2 separate regions of the Rattus norvegicus genome follow, and region 1 is linked to region 2. A link is a contact called in public Hi-C data. All regions are on one chromosome and are shown on one strand. Each heading gives the region's core, a stretch centred on a gene start, on an enhancer-like site or on the middle of the called end of the contact. The rest is flanking DNA. Distances are from core to core; before and after follow the strand shown.

Region 1 (6,132 bases), core at 1,742-4,241, 56 kb before region 2:
AAGAGGTCAAAATATCACTATTTGCAGATGATATGATAGTATATTTAAGTGATCCCAAAAGATCCACCAGAGAACTACTAAAGCTGATAAACAACTTCAGCAAAGTGGCTGGGTATAAAATTAACTCAAATAAATCAGTTGCCTTCCTCTATACAAAAGAGAAACAAGCCGAGAAAGAAATTAGGGAAACGACACCCTTCATAATAGACCCAAATAATATAAAGTACCTCGGTGTGACTTTAACCAAGCAAGTAAAAGATCTGTACAATAAGAACTTCAAGACACTGAGGAAAGAAATTGAAGAAGACCTCAGAAGATGGAAAGATCTCCCATGCTCATGGATTGGCAGGATTAATATAGTAAAAATGGCCATTTTACCAAAAGCAATCTACAGATTCAATGCAATCCCCATCAAAATACCAATCCAATTCTTCAAAGGGTTAGACAGAACAATTTGCAAATTCATCTGGAATAACAAAAAACCCAGGATAGCTAAAGCTATCCTCAACAATAAAAGGACTTCAGGGGGAATCACTGTCCCTGAACTCAAGCAGTATTACAGAGCAATAGTGATAAAAACTGCATGGTATTGGTACAGAGACAGACAGATAGACCAATGGAATAGAATTGAAGACCCAGAAATGAACCCACACACCTATGGTCACTTGATTTTTGACAAAGGAGCCAAAACCATCCAATGGAAAAAAGATAGCATTTTCAGCAAATGGTGCTGGTTCAACTGGAGGGCAACATGTAGAAGAATGCAGATCGATCCAAGCTTATCACCCTGTACAAAGCTTAAGTCCAAGTGGATCAAGGACCTCCACATCAAACCAGACACACTCAAACTAATAGAAGAAAAACTAGGGAAGCATCTGGAACACATGGTTACTGGAAAAAATTTCCTGAACAAAACACCAATGGCTTATGCTCTAAGATCAAGAACCGACAAATGGGATCTCATAAAACTGCAAAGCTTCTGTAAGGCAAAGGACACTGTGGTTAGGACAAAACGGCAACCAACAGGTTGGGAAAAGATCTTTACCAATCCTACAACATATAGAGGCCTTATATCCAAAATATACAAAGAACTCAAGAAGTTAGACCGCAGGGAAACAAATAACCCTATTAAAAAATGGGGTTCAGAGCTAAACAAAGAATTCACAGCTGAGGAATGCCGAATGGCTGAGAAACACCTAAAGAAATGTTCAACATCTTTAGTCATAAGGGAAATGCAAATCAAAACAACCCTGAGATTTCACCTCACACCAGTGAGAATGGCTAAGATCAAAAACTCAGGTGACAGCAGATGCTGGCGAGGATGTGGAGAAAGAGGAACACTCCTCCATTGTTGGTGGGATTGTAGACTGGTACAACCATTATGGAAATCAGTCTGGAGGTTCCTCAGAAAATTGGACATTGAACTGCCTGAGGATCCAACTATACCTCTCTTGGGCATATACCCAAAAGATGCCTCAACATATAAAAGAGACACGTGCTCCACTATGTTCATCGCAGCCTTATTTATAATAGCCAGAAACTGGAAAGAACCCAGATGCCCTTCAACAGAGGAATGGATACAGAAAATGTGGTACATCTACACAATGGAAAATTACTCAGCTATCAAAAACAACGAGTTTATGAAATTCGTAGGCAAATGGTTGGAACTGGAAAATATCATCCTGAGTGAGCTAACCCAATCAGAGAAAGACATACATGGTATGCACTCATTGATAAGTGGCTCTTAGCCCAAATGCTTGAATTACCCTAGATGCCCAGAACAAACGAAACTCAAGACGGATGATCAAAATGTGAATGCTTCACTCCTTCTTTAAATGAGGAAAAAGAATACCCTTGGCAGGGAAGGGAGAGGCAAAGATTAAAACAGAGACTGAAGGAACACCCATTCAGAGCCTGCCCCACATGTGGCCCATACATATACAGCCACCCAATTAGACAAGATGGATGAAGCAAAGAAGTGCAGACCGACAGGAGCCGGATGTAGATCGCTCCTGAGAGACACAGCCAGAATACAGCAAATACAGAGGCGAATACCAGCAGCAAACCACTGAACTGAGAATAGGACCCCCGTTGAAGGAATCAGAGAAAGAACTGGAAGAGCTTGAAGGGGCTCGAGACCCCATATGTACAACAATGTCAAGCAACCAGAGCTTCCAGGGACTAAGCCACTACCTAAAGACTATACATGGACTCACCCTGGACTCTGACCCCATAGGTAGCAATGAATATCCTAGTAAGAGCACCAGTGGAAGGGGAAGCCCTGGGTCCTGCTGAGACTGAACCCCCAGTGAACTAGACTGTGGGGGGGAGGGCGGCAATGGGGGGAGGGTTGGGAGGGGAACACCCATAAGGAAGGGGAGGGGGGAGGGGGATGTTTGCCCGGAAACCGGGAAAGGGAATAACACTCGAAATGTATATAAGAAATACTCAAGTTAATTAAAAAAAAAAAAAAAAGAAGCAGGATGACCACACTGCTATAATATACCAATGGCATTACAAAACCTATCTGCAAACTGTAATCTCAGACCTGGAGATAGGAAGATAAGAATCTCAAAGATATACACAGAGTAGTGTGTGAGGACAACCCGTGCTACATGAGAACTCTGTAGACCAGGCTAGCTTCAACTCAGAGTTCCTCCTCATCTGCCTTCCAAGTACTGGGATTAAGAGCGTGCATTACCACAACCCTGGTGAGTTTACAGCATTCTGCAGCTATATGAGTCTATCTGCCATGTTCACCGAACATGCAAGGTTCCCAAATACTATTTTTGACTATATTAGCTAAAGTATTGTCCCACCATCCCTCATTGACAACTGGTGGGGTGCTGTCAACACAAAGAAAATTAAAGGACTTTACTTCAGTAGACCAGAAAATTCTCTGTTCTTATGAAAACAAACTCATTTGCTGTAGGCCAAGGGTCAAGTCTGAAGCCTGAGCTGAACAAAGTGCCCCAGATGACATTTCAGAGAACCATGAATGTACTCCCACACTTAGGCCAATAAAACGAGTTCCAAACTGTCCAGCTGAGAATAGCTGCCACATATTGCCTAATTAGTTAAACAAGACCAGACTCAAATAGTCTAACAAGTTAGTAAGCTAGTGAACTGCTACAGATAAAAAAGGGGGAAAAAGAGCTAAGACAAAGAAGTCTGGGCACTATATAATTACTGACATAGTTATATGAACGACTATCAAAAAACAGTAGCATATCAGCAATAGGTACTACTGGCAAAACTACTGAAGGGTCTGAAACTTTATCCTACTTGATATCATATAAGTCTGTCATAATTTTTAAGGTTCTACAAGAAAACGCAGAACTCTGTGAGAGAACATCGACGTGTCCTTGGACCTCTTTCCTGTTCTACAGGGGGACAAAGAGTCGACTAAGAGACATGTTATCTTTTATAATGAGCAGTGAGCAAACTTGCCCTTTGCTCTGGAGAGAATAACAGCATATTTCCTGTTTCAATGCCACTTCTCTGTATAAGAGCAAACTGAGATCAGTGGCTCTACCCACAAGATGTGTGTGAAAGGAAGGGATCAACAAAGGATATTGTTGCCAACACCTACCACTTACAATATACTTTGGCTATAAAACAGCATCTCATTCTTGTCTTGCAGGTTTTCCAAGGTAAAGCTCATCTGAGAGTCAAATGCTATATTGGGTGATGAAAGCCTATAATTCTACTGCCTACTTAAGCAAAAACCCTGTGGGAATGAATCTGTATAACAATTCAATTAAAAACTATAAATCCTAGATTCTTTCAAAATTCATGGAGCAGACTGAACTTTATATCTCTAGACACAATGCATTCAGCCAACAGTCCCTGGTGGAGAAGCACTGTTTATTTGTGAAATCAATTCTTGTGAGTGATGTTACACCTTTAACTTTTCTTACTTTCTAAACCAAATCTGTGTGTCTGCCAAAAGACAAATGTGAATCATGACCTTATTGAAAGGCTAGACAAGGTGAAAACCATTTATTCTCTCTATAAACACTTCTGTCTTAGGCATTTTGATCCTGATTCAGTGTTGAGTTGCTGAAATAAATCTAATTTCATTCGAGTTCTAAAAAACTGGTAATTATCAGAGGAAACTTTATTAAACATACAGTACACAGGGTTAGCAATGCAGCTCAGTGGTGGTGCTCTTTGCCAACCATGCTCTAGGCCCTGGGCTCATATCCCAGCACCATAAAAACTAACAATAATAAAAAGGAAAGAAAGACTGTAATACCTAGTATAAAAGCTGAACTGTTATGTAAACAAAACTTTTCCTTTTAATTTTTATTTTATCAGTAATAAGAACATGTATACCTTTGAGGGAACAAAATAGCAGGAATTAAAATATTCATTTATATTATAGTTTTTAAAAGTGCTCACTGTATTGCCATAAGTATACCCCAAATCTGTTTATGTCCCAACAAGAATCCATATCCGCAAAACAGAGAGATTGGCATGAAAAAAATAAATAAATGTGTGTGTGTTTAATAAGACAGTAAAATATATTTCATTCTCTTCACTAAAAAGTACACTAAGGAAGTGACTCGTTCTAAGGTGTCACGTGGTGATCTGATGATACTAAATTTGCTGAAATATATCTAAAGTATCATATGTATAATTAACCACAGACAGATCTGGAGTCCCTGATAACCAGCAATTTCTAAAAAGTTATGTTGCTTTGTTCCTTGGCAAATATACAATTTGCTTAAAAATGTATGGGTCTTTGAAAAGATCCATATGACAAATATTTGTTAATAATTCATCATAGAATATGACAAGCTTTTAACATCGACACTTTGGTAGCTTTGTAGAAGTAGGGCAAAGGCAACAACCTTATGGGATGAATGAAACTCCTTATAAATATTTGTATCTTGATATAAAAACATAGAAAGCATCGAAAAGACTAACTTAAGATTCCCTGCTTTACTGTTCTTGCCTAAATTAGAGCTTGAAATATAACTAGCAATTTTCATTTTCTTTCTTCTGTCCATGTTTATATGCAGTATCTAGCAAAGTAACCACCACCCCCAAATTCTGTAGGGAGAATACAATATGCAAATGTTGTTTCTGTTTCATAAACATTTAAAAATTCAATTTGCCATACTTCAGTAAAATACTTATAAATACTTACATGCCTGCTATTACACTAAGCACTTTGCATAGCTCATGTTAGTTAATGAGCAAACAGTTTGCACAGTACTTAACTCTCTTGCCAAAAACAACACAGCTAGAAAATGGTAGAAAAGTGAAGTCAAACCAAACAAATCAATACTTAAACATACAATTAAAACAAAAATTGTCATGTTTACCTGAAAATCGCATTTTCAATAGTTACTCCTATTTACTATACATGTTGTCAAATACATTTCTCCAGGATAAACTTATTTTCAAGCCCACATCTGAAACTAATAATAAATTTTAAATGCTATTGTATAAAAGCACCCACCAAACTCATTTTATGATAATTAGAAGAGTATCAGGTGCTCCTTACTTCAGGAAAATCCTAGGAAAGTTCTTTAATTGTGTGGTGTTCATTAAATCCAGTAAGGTTTTAAGATCTATATCAAAAATTTGAGATTAGAAGCTTAGTATAATCAAATAATTTTTTTTTACTCTTTACCTAGTGGCATGCTATGAAAGACGCCCCACCCCCACCCCAAGGGTACACGGAATACATTCATTTCCCAAATAAAGACACACATTCCATGCATTCAGAAAATGGTTTGCTGAAATAACTCACATTCTATTCAAGATTTTTTAGTCAAAGAAAAACAACTGACCATTTTCACCATAAAATCTTTAAGAAAATTAAAAGCATATAACACAGGTACTCTGATATTTGGTGTTAGTACAAAAATAAAAGGAGTGGATTGTTTTTTAGGTATTGGCGGTATTTTTCTTTTTTCCTTGAGTAGTTTTCATTTTATAAATATTCAGAGTTTATCTATAACAAGTACTCAGTTAAGATGAATAGTCCAGATACATATTCTACCACTACTGGGACTCATTTACATGAAGGCCTGGTTTGTGAGGACCTGGAAATTCTGCTTTCTTACAGCACCCTATGCAACCAATTTTACCAAGAGCTAAGGCACAAATATTTGCTCT
Region 2 (6,433 bases), core at 2,405-4,904:
CATATGTGGTGGCACAAATCTATAGCAGTTCCGACATTTGGAAGGCACTAGGAGGGTCACTGAGTTTGAGTCTAACTTAGGCGATGAGTTCTTGTCTCAAAAAATTAGGAACAAATGTTAAGTTGGACTACAATGTGGTAAGAAATAAAATAGGAACACAGAGAATTCACTCTCTGTGAACAATTGGAAACTGAATCCTTGCTAGATGGTTCCCACCAAGAGAAACATTAAAACCTCAATTACCATAGCTTCGCCTAAAATTTTTCAGTGTTGCCTTTCCTAAGCGTCTCTACCCTCCTATTCTTGAGTGAATAAGCCACATAAGCCACTTACTTAGATTCATTTATAGACACAGCATCCCTCCTACATGCTAGCTCCCCATTTTGCTATTCCCACTTATGGGCATGCCCAGTCAATTCTTTTAAACCTGCAGGACTTACTCATTCTCTAAACATCTAAGGTCATGTTCCCATTTACGTCTTCATGCCTGCTGGCTGTTCTGCATCACTGTCATGTACTTTTTTTTATGGCTATGCACGTTTGAACTCAAGCAGCTTTCCCTGCACTAAAACTCTGGCACTTCGGTGCAGTGCTACACTGGGGAAGTTGCTTAACCTCTCTATATCTGCATCTCCTTTTCTGAAAGAAACATAGTCATGGCTTCACTGTGAATTAAATGTAAGACAGTACCTGAGACAACTTAAGCATTTCTATCTGCTATTCTCACAGGAGTTACTTATCAAGAATCCACTGCAGGTAGATGGCAGTGGCATACCTTGAATCCCAGCACTTAGGAGGCAGAGGCAGGTGGATCTCTGAGTTCAAGGCCAGCCAGGTCTACAGTGAATTCTATGACAATCATGGATACATAGAGAAACCCTGTCTTGAGAAAAACGAAAATAGAATCCACTGGAAAGTCTAATCCATTAGATTGTATATCTAACCTGGAGAAACAAGCACTATTCCTATGTATTAGGGCAGAAATGAGAACACATTTTAAAAGTTTTTTTTTTTTTAAATCAGACTGAGAAACTGAAAAATATAAGGAGTCTTGGGCTGTAAATATAATATTGCTTATTGTTGCTGTTCTAGATCAGTTATAGAACAACTAACCACCTAAAATTCTGATTTTTGTAATAGTCAGGAAAACAGAGCTCAATACACAAGAACACTTATTGCTCTTGCAAAAAACCTGGGTTCAGTCCCCAGCATCTTCATGGTGGCTCATAACCATCTGTAACTCTAGCTCCACAGACCGACACAACACCCTCTTGTGGTCTCCATGGGCATTGGGAATTCACATAGCATGCATCTGCAGGCAAACCATTCAATACATACATATTATCAAGTCAAAGTCAAACACTTAAAACACTCATTAGACACATAATAACTTACACGTATGTATCTTTCAATTTTTTTAGATTCCAAGAGAACACTTGCCCCAAAATTTCTAAATCGTTTGTTAAAAGGATAATGCTTTTTTGCTATCTTTTTTTTTTTTTTTTGGTTCTTTTTTTTCGGAGCTGGGGACCGAACCCAGGGCCTTGAGCTTCCTAGGTAAGCGCTCTACCACTGAGCTAAATCCCCAGCCCCCTTTTTTGCTATCTTAAAGGGAAATTTCAGTACTGCAAAATGAAATTTCCTTTCTCAAGTAAATAGCCACTACTCCATTCATATAAAGGAGTTCTCCTTAAAGATATTCGTCGTACTATTTTAGGCTTGTTTTTTAAAAATTGCAAGAGCATAATAAAAATCATTCATTTTGATATTTTCATTAAAAATGTAATTAGTATAACAGTGGACAAACCCTTAATTATCCATGAAGAAACAGTAGAAACAAAGGACAAACACCATAAATATCTGTCATTTGAATAATCTAATAAAACTCTTAATCCCTTCTGGGGGATTTAGAAATTTTATGTCTTAACAAAGAGGGGTGTGTGTGACTCTATTACTTGATGAAATTCTTAAAGCAGTTTCTCCTTCAGTTTACTTCTAGAAGAGAAAGAAAAGAGAAAGAAAGCAAAGAACAAATACCAGTATTGAAACTGCATGCCCTCAGGAAACAAAACAAACAAAAACAACAACAAAAACCTAAGTGATTGAGAGGTTCAATCTAATAAGGATTAACCAATAGTATTAAGCTAGTTTTTGAAAATGCAGTTGTTTTAATAGATTGATATTCAGTAACCCATGCTTTAATTTGAAATATCAGAATGTTAGGTGTGGAAGACAAGATGCTTCTAAAGTGAAGTCCAAAGGAAATAATATTTTTTTCAAACAAAACATTCAAATAACTTTAAGAGTAGGTTTTCTTATATTTTGAAACAGTCTAAACACACCCACACATGTTGGCAAAAGACAAAGTTCAAGGTTCAAGGTTCTGGTGATTTCCTATAGTCTACAGTTCTATTCCAAATCCTACTAAATGTAAATAGGAGCAACCCAACAACCCAGGACTTCTGGCACTCTAAAGCTAGAGGAGTTTTCCACACTCCAATTCCTGAGCCCACACATCTGTTCCTGCCACTGCTGGCCTTTATTTTTCCTTCTGGAGTTGCTGGAACAGAGGCTCTTTCAGTTAACAGGAATACGCATTCAGCTTTCCCAGTTTACCCAATGCTCCTCAGAGCTGCTAAAAACTGGTATTCTAAGTTAACAATTGGCAAACGAGTCAAGGAAGAAAACCCAGTCCTCCAAGAGGCAGCAACTCAGCTGCCACAAGTTCTTTCCCCAGTTTTTAACAGTCTTGAAGGAGTGGGTTTTAGAAGCAAAATCTTTCAAAGAAAAAGAAAAACTCAAAGTAAGTGCCATGTGAGTAAGGGAGTGGGCATATCTCATACTACATTAAATTAAAAGGAAAAAAAAAACCGCCCTCACACTCCAAGAAGAAAAAGAAGGAGGAGAAGGAGGAGAAATAGGAGGAGGAAGGGGTAAAAAGACATTTGTATCATTGTCCCTGACTTTCTCCTGTTTTTTTTTTAATTATATACCCCACCTGCACGCTCTCAAAATAATTCCATTCCAGTGGTTTCACAATAATTCCAGTAGTTCAGCACCTCAGGAGTCTTCCCCTCCCTTCCCATCAGTACCCTCATCCTTTACAGAAATGCACTACTTCCCCTGAACTCGGTACTTAGAGCATTTGTTAAATGTCTCACTCTAAAAAGCCTGAAAGCCACTTGTTTTTTATTTTATCTGACTTCACCTAACTGTGAAGTACCTATACCAGTTACCTTCTAAACTTGGTAGTTTTCTTTCTCCTTTAGAAACGAAATGTGGCACTAACGTCTCAAGGCAAACAAAAGCTAAAAAATGAAATCGACGCAACAAAGGAAGAAAGGAAAGAGGGGGGGGGGTATTGTGGGCGATGCTTGCGTCTTCTAAGGAGAAGCTTCCAGTGTAACTTCTGCAATTTAACGGTTCTGGGGCAGAGGAGGACTAGTGTGTTGAAAAACAACAAAGGTGGACTCCCACTCTCCTTACCGCCGTAGAGCCAGAAGAAGATGCAATATATACATGGATCACCATCCTGGAAACAAGGGCTTCTGGTCGGTCACCGGAGTCTTGAAAAGGGCTGGGAAACAGCTGCAGCAACGGCTGGAACCGAGCTACCGAGCTACCGGCCAAACAGAGGTTGGACCGGGAGGGTGGGGGAAGGTGGAAAGAACTGGCCAGAGCCCCGCCTCCACCAGCGGCTGCTTTCAATGAGCTTCCAGCACTGCAGTCCCAGCCCCAAACCCCGGAAGGCTCGGGCTCATTTACATCATTTCTAAATTGTTTTTTTAAAACACAGGATCTCGAACAGCACCGCGAGATCTGTTGAAACAATTCTTTTTGACTATTCCCTTTCCGGGAAGGGGGCAAGGGAGAAATAAAAGAAGGGGTAAAAAAAAAAAAATCACTCCATCAGAATAAAGGATCCTTTCCCATGAACACCAGAAGTTTTGCGTGTTACTTCCTGCTCAGAAATGTATGCAAATAAGATAGCCGAAAGCTAGCTTTGTATTGAGTCCAGACACTAGTTTAAATTTCTTTAAACCCACGTTATCAAAGTCTTGTATATTTTAAGTCGCTAATAATGAATTGAGTGATTTTTTTTAACCTTAGTTGGCAGCAGGAATTGAGTGCTGAAAAGCTGCGAGAGGAGGAGGGCTGGAGAGAAGTTTCAAGTTTCCCCAAACTGGCAAGGATAGAATAGGTTTTCTTTTTGTTCAGAGTTCTGTTAAAATATGGAACAATCCTTTAGTGAGAACTTGCACGAGATCTAAGCAACAACTCTAGAATGAAGGAGGAAATTGTAAAGAAAAAAAACCTAGTCCACAACCCTAGAATGAGAGAGGAAATTGCAGAGAAAAAAAATCAACAACTCCAAAATGAAGGGAGAAATTGCAGAGAAAAAAAAATCATCTGAAAATACCTTGGAAGTACTTTTTGCCCTTGGTGTTTCATACCTGTCATCTCTGCACTTGGAATAATAAGACATAATTGCCAGGGATTAAAGTTAGACTATGCTACAGGGTGAGACTATTGAAAACTAAAACCAACCAAATAAGAATAGACTTTCTAGAAATTATCAAGTACAGTAAACTAGAGTAATCTAACCACCATCTTTATTACCAACATCATGGCTACTGCTAATTTTACTTGCCAATTCTCATAACAAGAAAAATCTTTATAATCATAAATCAAAATCACGATCATGATTTTGAAAAATCTATATAGTTCCTTTTACGCTATCACTGTACAGCTTGTTTTAGAGTTCTACATTAACCGTTTGGACTTATAGATTCTTAAAATAATGGAAGAAACAGGAAGAACAAAATATTTCTAATTAGTCTACAAACTATTGAATGCAATCAACTATTCCCAGAAAACTCAATAGTAGCATTAGCATAGAATCTGATGGGCTTTATCTATACCTTACAGAAATGAGGCTGGACATGCAATTCCCTTATAGATCACACTAAGACCCAAGTTGGAGTTATCATAGAATGGTCATTCTAGAATGGCCATTTCTGCTTAAATTTCCTATAGAGAAATTGTCCTAGATTGCTTACCTTTATTATTTGCATGGAAAGATCAGTCAATTTGAATAAACTGGGTTGGATCAAAGAGTTTTCGAATAGGATGTATAATCCATTCCCTTAGAAAATATTAACAACCAAATACCAACGCCTTCAAAAATTAAAAATAAACCCAGATTGTGTGAGAAAACTTAGAAAACACTGAACACTATTCCATGGGCCCATAGTCCCTGCTACTCAATAAGAAAATTACTTTGGTTCAGGAGTTCCAAACCAGCATGGACAATTTAATGAGAGCATTATCTCTTAATTGAGCACAGCCCCAGGACCTAAAGAAAATTACTACTGTGCTACAAATCAGCTTTTCCAGGTAAAGGAGATAGAGCAGGTGACAAGAAGTTAAAAGTAATGGTATGTAAAGACTGAACATGGACTGACCCTGGACTCTGACCTCATAGGTAGCAATGAATATCCTAGTAAGAGCACCAGTGGAAGGGGAAGCCCTGGGTCCTGCTAAGACTGAACCCCCAGTGAACTAGATTGTTGGGGGGAGGGCGGCAAGAGGGGGAGGATGGGGAGGGGAATACCCATAAAGAAGGGGAGGGGGGGGATGTTTGCCTGGAAACCGGGAAAGGGAATAACACTCGAAATGTATATAAGAAATACTCAAGTTAATAAAAAAAAGATTTAAAAAAAAAGTAATGGTATGGGGGGAAAGTATTTTGAATTTTTATTATTATAAAATGCTATTTTGTAAAATTCTACATACAAAAATATACTTATGTATTTCTCCCAGGTTAAAAACTGATTTGAATGGTTTTATGTGTTTCAAATTCATAGGACTACCAAAAGTTATACAAACAATTGTCTGGCTAGTTTTTTTGATAGCTTGACCCAAGCTTGATTTTTCTGGAAAGACGTACATCAAGTCAGAAAATGCCTCCATCAGATTGTCTGTCGGAAAATCTGTGGGGTACTTTCTTGATTAACAACTGAGGTGGGTGGAACAAGAGAACTAACTACTGAATATTGTCCTTTGGTCTCCACTCATACATCATGATACATGTGTGACCATGCACACGTCAACACCACACAAGAAGACATATACAGACACATGCACCCACATACCATGCACTTCATTCACAAACAGAAATAAACACAATTTTACATTGTTATTATTTGGTACAGAACTGCTGATTAACTGTATAGACCCTGGAGACTAGCATTACAATACTATCATGTAAGCCCGGTATCATCATTGACTGGGATGGCAAAAGAATATTAATTGAAGAATTGGTTAATGTTACCCTAGTCATGGTAATTGGATTGTGGAGATTTGAGCTAAGTGCGTTTGTTTTGGTTGCAGAGAATAGTCTGAATACAGTGTGTGTGTCTGTGTGTGACTG

The links. Hi-C and Micro-C count contacts between places; a contact is called where the count stands out from the background.
Region 1: a contact with region 2 is called in a Hi-C map of liver, with 1.9 times the contacts expected there. The contact joins the enhancer-like site here to the promoter of Sh3bgrl1 in region 2. A contact is called at or near these places in 2 of 12 Hi-C or Micro-C datasets (Schwann cells and liver).

Annotation. Positions count from the first base shown.
Region 1 is chrX:78,295,725-78,301,856 of GRCr8, reverse strand. The region is part of intron 1 of Sh3bgrl1 (SH3 domain binding glutamate rich protein like 1); the gene reads right to left. Among named protein-coding and RNA genes, the nearest start is that of Sh3bgrl1, 56 kb to the right of the region's middle. Within about 2 kb of position 2,991, at least 6 of the 93 cell types and tissues checked have an H3K27ac peak or open chromatin away from gene starts, as enhancers often do. A contact at or near this core is called in liver, where this site is marked.
Region 2 is chrX:78,239,925-78,246,357 of GRCr8, reverse strand. Sh3bgrl1 (SH3 domain binding glutamate rich protein like 1) reads right to left here and starts at 3,654. Exons shown (of 4, transcript NM_001173339.1): 1 at 3,487-3,654. The coding sequence starts at 3,531.